2 separate regions of the Mus musculus genome follow, and region 2 is linked to region 1. Evidence: chromatin contacts called from public Hi-C data. All regions are on one chromosome and are shown on one strand. Each heading gives the region's core, a stretch centred on a gene start, on an enhancer-like site or on the middle of the called end of the contact. The rest is flanking DNA. Distances are from core to core; before and after follow the strand shown.

Region 1 (3,610 bases), core at 427-2,926:
GTTAGCCAAAACTTATATATACTTAAAGCATGGGCCTGTCTGCAAAGCCTAAGGAGAGTTCAAGAGATGATAAAGACTAAGCTGTCTGGAGAGGAGAGGATTTCACACACACACACACACACACACACACACACACACACACAACGGTTAGTGTCCTAGTTAGAATTAATCGTCAACTTGGCAGCCTACAATTACCTGGAAAAAAAAATCTCAATTGAGTAATTGTCTTTATCATGTTGGTCTTTGGGCATGTCTAACAGGATGACCCAGGCCGCTGTGGGTAACACCATTCCACAGACAGGCAGTTCTGGACTATATAAGAGAGATAGCTAATGGAATCACAGCATGAGACAGGAAAGGAGATCTAGGGTCCCACCCCTAGCCAAGAACCTCTTTGCAGCTGATACCCACTGGCAAAGGGAAAAAAAACCCTCAGTTTTTCTCCAGTGGAATTCCACTGAGTAAGTATCTCAACCACACTCCAGGATAGACCCATGCCCGGGAGTAGTTGACAAAACAAAGTCAATAGATATTTTTTGTTGACTTTTTGTTTTGGCTTTTTTTTTTTTCCATCTTTTTGGTCCTTTGCTTGTTTGTTTTGATTTTCATTTTTGAGGATTTTGTTTGCTTTGCTTTTGGTTCTTTTGAAAGAGAGAGGGAGGGAAAAAGCATTTACGTTGGGTGGGAAAGGAGATATGGAGGATCTGAGAGGAGTCAGAGGAGAAACACATTGCACGAAAATATTTCTTGTTAAAAAAGAAAGAACTCTAGCTAAACGTATGTCCAGCAAGCCAGCAAATAGCATCACCTGATGGTTTTTACCTCAAAGTCTTGCTCAAGTTCCTGCCCTGACTTTCTCAGTGATGGACTGTAACCCCTAAAATGAAACAAACCTTTTACTCTCCCAAGTTGCTTTTGGTCAGTGTGTTTTTAATCACAACAACATAAAGAAAACTAGAGCAGACAGCAATCTGTGAAACCAGCACTTTCTACTATGTAACACCAGGAATACTTTAAGCAGAGTGGACATCATAGCCCTTTGTTGGAATGAGTTTAAGGTGAGACTAGTGTGGGTCATTATTGCAGGTATCAAAATGAGACACTGGGGGCTAGAAGGGGACAGGACTGAGGTGGCACACTCTCAGTCTTTTAGCAACTGAGATGCTGGGTGCTTGCCAAGTAGCTTAGTGTGGGACAGTGCAGGGTACAAAGTTCAGCCACTGGTAATCCAGTTTTATCCAAGATCAGAGCTCAGTAATCCGTTTTTATCAAGGTTTCTCTTCTTCTTCCTCCTCCTCCTCCTTCTTCCCTCCCCCCTCCTTCCCCTCCTCCTCTTCTTCCTGCCCTCCCCACTTCCTCCTCTTCCCCCTTCTCTTCTCTACCTACCCCCCTCCTCTTAGCTTTCTCCTTTTCCTCTGATGCTTTGTGCTTTAAGCACTCAAACTGTCTTCCTCCAGTCAGGTCAAACTTGAAAATGCTCAACGAAAAGCTACTAAAAGACCAGGGTAACAGCAGAAGCTGAGAGTAATTTCTAAAATTAGAAGATGAAATAATGAAATATAAAAATTACTAGGTTGTTCTTTAAATATAAAAACAGTAACATTGCCACCATCCGTTCAAACAAAGCACCATAAGAAGTGTAGTTGTAAAGTTTTAACAGCTGCAGCCGAGCTGCTACCGCTCACGCGGACTCCCAAAGCAGTGCGTGTGAAATGAAAGCCGATGAGTCACAGCCCAGACGTATCAGATTATAAAAAATATGTCAATTTCTAAAATCGATCATGCATGTATGCATGTCAGAGTCAACTCAAGATGTTTTGGATGTGAATCTGGTGCTGCGGAGTAGGACCATTTTGAAGTTGTGATGGCGACGAAGGTGGTGAGAAATCTGCCGGTCGCCATGACGAGGAGAAGCGCAGCCCATGCTGTGCTTCTTCCGGGATGCAGATCCTTAACGGAAGCAGATCTGTCGGGCTGACGCTGGTGGCTGAGGCAAAGGCCCATTCACTGCCTTCTGCAATGATGATAATAAGAAGCACAGCCCATCCTGCTTCGAGGAGGCAGGTCTGTCTGACGCTGGTGGCTGTGGCGAGGACCCGTTCACTGGGCACATCTGCAGAGCTACTACATGAACTTGGACTTCATCTTGCCCTTCTTAAGTGTCAAAGATAGTGACAGATTATCGCTTGTTGACAGGTTGGGAAAAAAAAAAAGCATGCAGCACTGGATAGCATTACTTTCATTTAATGATCTTTCTTTTATAAAAATTAAACCATTCTAAAAATTTTCCTAAATATTCCCCATTCTTTGTGTTTTTCAGAGTCTGGCTATGTAGCCCCACTTGGCTTGAACTTGTTGCATAGACCAGAGTGATTGATCCCAATTCATAGTAGAACTTCTATTTCAGCTTCCAAAGTATGCAGGCTATAGGTGTGTACCATAATGTCCATCCTCTACAAAGAAGTTTCTAAATGGTGAGAAGCTGGAAGCAATCCCACTAAAATCAGGGACTAGACAAGGCTGCCCACTTTCTCCCTACCTATTCAACATTGTACTTGAAGTCCTAGCCAGAGCAATCTGACAACAAAAGGAGATCAAGGGGATACAAATTGGAAAGGAAGAAGTCAAAATATCACTTTTTGCAGATGATATGATAGTATATATAAGTGACCCTAAAAATTCCACCAGAGAACTCCTAAACCAGATAAACAGCTTCGGTGAAGTAGCTGGATATAAAATTAACTCAAACAAGTCAATGGCCTTTCTCTACACAAAGAATAAACAGGCTGAGAAATAAATTAGGGATACAACACCCTTCTCAATAGTCACAAATAATATAAAATACCTTGGCGTGACTCTAACTAAGGAAGTGAAAGATCTGTATAGTAAGAACTTCAATTCTCTGAAGAAAGAAATTAAAGAAGATCTCAGAAGATGGAAAGATCTCCCATGCTTATGGATTGGCAGGATCAATATAGTAAAAATGGCTATCTTGCCAAAAGCAATCTACAGATTCAATGCAATCCCCATCAAAATTCCAACTCAATTCTTCAATGAATTAGAAAGAGCAATCTGCAAATTCATCTGGAATAACAAAAAACCTAGGATAGCAAAAACTCTTCTCAAGGATAAAAGAACCTCTGGTGGAATCACCATGCCTGACCTAAAGCTTTATTACAGAGCAATTATGATAAAAACTGCATGGTACCAGTATAGCGACACACAAGTAGACCAGTGGAATAGAATTGAAGACCCAGAAATGAACCCACACACCTATGGTCACTTGATCTTTGACAAGGGAGCTAAAACCATCCAGTGGAAAAAAGACAGCATTTTCAACAAATGGTGTTGGCACAACTGGTGGTTAACATGTAGAAGAATGCGAATTGATTCATTCTTATCTCCTTGTACTAAGGTCAAATCTAAGTGGATCAAGGAACTCCACATAAAACCAGAGACAGTGAAACTTATAGAGGAGAAAGTGGGGAAAAGCCTCGATGATATGGGCACAGGGGAAAAATTCCTGAATAGAACAGCAATGGCTTGTGCTGTAAGATCGAGAATTGACAAATGGGACCTCATAAAATTGCAAAGCTTCTGTAAGGCAAAG
Region 2 (3,610 bases), core at 287-2,786, 380 kb after region 1:
GCCTCTTTTATTTAACCGATGATGCTCTATGCAAATAATCCAACCAGTAGCGGGTCCAGCTGGTGGAGGAAAACAAGAAGCCCATCCCTTAGCCCCCATCCTACCCCCTTCTCTGGCACAAAGCACTCAGACCTGGTTTGTGACTACCTTCAGGTAGGGAGCCCTACAGGACTATGGCTGTAGGTATAAAATACACATAATATTTCCAGATGCCAGCTGGACCCTCTTAGCATAATTCTGAGCTGTGTGTGAGCACCCAAAGACGTGGAGCAATAATTCAAGCCTTCAGGTCACCCTGTGTTTTAGGAGCATGAGTATATTTGAACATGAGGAACAGGACATATAGTTCTAGGCAGACTGCTGTGAGGACCTTGTGACAAACTTCGGTGTGGTCATTCTGGTCAAAGGCTACAAGACAGCCAGATTATGCCTTCCTGAACATAGGGCTGTTGGCTGGAATCCCTCATGGACTGACACTTGTGTTACCAGAAATTTGGGAGAGCCCCATCTGGGTTGACACGTTACCTGAAAAATCAAGGTTCCTCTGCCAACCCCAATGGGATTCTTAGTTTCATTGATTTTTATTGCAGTATTGGAGACTTACTGCATGCTAGGCAAACAGTCTACCATCTGACCTAAATCCCGATGACCCTAACATTGGGCACTTGCTCTTTTATGAGACCCTGCACTCACATCAGAACTTCCTTGCTTCCCTCCTCCAATGAGGGTCACAGGCATTGGACACAGTGCCAAGCAATTTCATGGAGGTGGGCTTCTACACTCAGGCCCTAATGCATGCATGCCAGGCCTGAGCCACCGCCACAGCCTCATGGGTCCTTCTTTTGAGGGCCATTCTTTTAAAATCCCCTGGTTAATTAAATTCTGTGATCACAGAAGTCACTGCATAGTCTAAAATTCCTTTCAAACAAGATAGAATAAGAAATGTCGCAGCCTAGAAAAATAAATAACAAAAAAATGGAAATCCTAGAGCTCTCGGTAGCCATCTGAATCAATGGAGAAATATTGGCTTTACAGCCAGCCAGAAAAAGTACATGCAATTTAAACATGCTTCCAACTTGTCCACTCAGTGTGTCCTAAAAATGCAGCCACCCTTCAGAGAATTCTGGACTCATCCGAAGTGAGGTCACCGTGCTGGCACTTAAGGAACAGGTTTGTCCACTACGTATCAAAGAAAGGGCCTCAGGAGGGCACGAGCTGGGTCCACAGGACCCTAGCATGGTTCCAGTGGCTCTTATAACACCACTAGTAGGAGTTATTTTTACAGGAGGGTGCCTCTAGCCAAACACATGCTCCTAGCTTTCACTTTAAAAGAAACATGCCAGACTCTGAGCTTATCCTTTAATTGCCTTATACGTAATAGAAAAGATTTTCTGCGTAAGCAGCAAGCCAGAACACAACTCAGAAGCCAAGTGTTCCTTTGAAAGTTCACTGGGAGGTGGGGCCTGAAGCCTCTCAGAGAAGACACAAGGTGGAGAGAGATCGTTTCTCGCTCAGGTGCACAGAAAGGTGTGCTGTCCGCCTTTCGTTGACAAAGGATTCTGGGTGTTCTCGGAGAAAGAGGTTATGTAGAGGGGCAGCCTCTAGCAAGACTGAGTCACCGTTCATACAACTTTATGGTGTTGGCAGCCCGCCCCGCTCCAGCTCACAGTTTTTGTTTTCTTGGTATGATAATTAGTTGTTGGCACTATGGATGTATCTCCTGAGCGAAGAGAAAAGAAAAATATGGGCACCTGTTATTTCTAGAATGAGTAGTGTTCTGTGCATGGTATTGAGGTAAGCAAGGGTCTGCTCAGAGTCCAAGAGTTGGCCGGTGCAGGGCCCTGCAGCTCAGAGCTCTCTACTGTCTTCCTGCTATGTTTATACCAGTAACAAAACCCTAAGAGACTACAAGATGGTTCTGGAGCCCTACAACGCCTTCGTATTGGTCTGCCTGTTGGTCTTCTAGACCACAGAATCCAACAACCACAGAATCCAACAACCACACTCCTCTATATTTGTCAGGTTTGTTGGCTGGCTTTGCTTTTCACTACGTTACGTGGGCCAGCTTTAAATTTAGGTCCTTTTGCTTTGGCAAAGCCAGCTGGTATGGTATGGTACAAGAGCTCAGACTTGGACCCAAAACTGTGCAGCAGATATTTCTGTGCCTGACCCCTGACTTTGGCTACTTTGGTGCAGGACCTGCCTTCCAAATACCTGCATCTCCACATCTGCCATCCCTTCCTTTATTTTCTCTGTGCCTGATGCTCATGTTATGCTATTCACAGTTAACATACCAGAAGCACCACAAATGGAACATCCATCTCATGTGGCCTTCAGCCCGACCCTGACAGGAGTTGGAGGCTCCAGTTTCTAGGCCCTGTGTGTGGTAATCCTGAGACCTGCTAGGCCAGCGGTTCTCAACCTGCTTGCAGTGTGTCAGGTATTTACATTATGATTCATATTTGTATCAAAACTACAGTTATGAAGGAGCAACAAAAATAATTTTATGGTTGGGAGGTAACCCCAACATGAGGGACTAATTAAAGGGTCATGGCATTGGGAAGGTTGAGAACCGCTGTGCTAGACATTTCCCCTTACCGTTGTTACCCACCTCATTAACACACCTTTTACTAATGTCTCTTTTCCCTCCTTCCTTTCCCACTTCCTATCTGATATTTCCTGGACTTATTCCCAGACACTTATGCCCTGTGACTTGGTCTGATTTTGATACCTAAGAAAGTACAAAGTGCCCATCAGTTTATAGCCAAAATATGTGTGTGTGTGTGTGTGTATGTGTGCACGCGTGAGTGCACATGTTCATATCTGTGTGCACATCCCACATATGAGCACATGCCAAGGTGACTGTGGAAGCCAGAGGACGGCATGTGGGTGTCAACTCTTTCCTTCCACCATGTGATCAAACTCAAATCCTCAGGCTTAGCAGCTCATGTTTTCACCCGCTGACCCATCTTGCTGACCCTAGCCAACGCAATTTTCTAAGAAACTCATAGTACCTCTCAGCTGGGGGCTGTTCTCAAAAGTACAAGAAGGATTTTAGAACCTCCTGTGGTTATAACCATCTACAGAGCTGCCTCACTATCAGCCAAAGGCATCCTCGGGCCAGCCTGCATCCTTCCATCCTCTGCTCTCACTTCCTGGCTCGCTCCACCCCGCAGTGTTCTTCAATGGTGTTGAACCCCTACGACAAGCCACTTACTTTGGGCTCTTACTCATGTTAGCCCTCTGCCTGGAACGTTCCCCTTCCTTCTGTGGTTTGTTGGTGGTGTATGAATTCTCCCACGTTCAGCTGGAATATCCCTTCCTGTAGAGAGGCCTTACTTAACTCCCAGCCAAGGGTTATGATCTGATTATTTGCAGTGGAGAATAATGCCAGTCATGACTCTTGGCACCTCTTATTGTAACTCCCTGTTACGTACATGAGCCCACCTCACTCTTAGTTCCCAGTTGTAATCTTCCGTTTTCTGAGAGCAGGAACTCAGTCTACTTTCCTCTCTGCTATAACCCCAAGAGCGAGGCTAGGGCCTCCCATCAGGAATATTTAATAAAGAAGTTATCAACTGAAACGCATGCTTAATTTCCTGAGCACCGA

Evidence for each region. A called contact is a pair of places that touch in the nucleus more often than the background predicts.
Region 2: a Hi-C map of muscle stem cells shows a contact between it and region 1, with 2.5 times the contacts expected there. The contact joins two enhancer-like sites. A contact is called at or near these places in 3 of 15 datasets of contacts at CTCF or cohesin (the NIH/3T3 cell line and large pre-B cells), 15 of 484 Hi-C or Micro-C datasets (the G1E-ER4 cell line, the N1E-115 cell line, bone marrow-derived macrophages and 8 more), 18 of 115 datasets of contacts at active chromatin or transcription factors (CD8 T cells, differentiating embryonic stem cells, embryonic fibroblasts and 7 more) and 1 of 9 other capture datasets (embryonic stem cells).

What each region holds. Positions count from the first base shown.
Region 1 is chr10:21,468,980-21,472,589 of GRCm38.p6, forward strand. No RefSeq gene overlaps it. Among named protein-coding and RNA genes, the nearest start is that of Aldh8a1, 93 kb to the left of the region's middle. Within about 2 kb of position 1,677, at least 34 of the 459 cell types and tissues checked have an H3K27ac peak or open chromatin away from gene starts, as enhancers often do. A contact at or near this core is called in muscle stem cells, where this site is marked.
Region 2 is chr10:21,852,120-21,855,729 of GRCm38.p6, forward strand. The region is part of intron 1 of Platr6 (a long non-coding RNA gene); the gene reads right to left. Among named protein-coding and RNA genes, the nearest start is that of Platr6, 4.3 kb to the right of the region's middle. Within about 2 kb of position 1,537, at least 19 of the 459 cell types and tissues checked have an H3K27ac peak or open chromatin away from gene starts, as enhancers often do. A contact at or near this core is called in muscle stem cells, where this site is marked.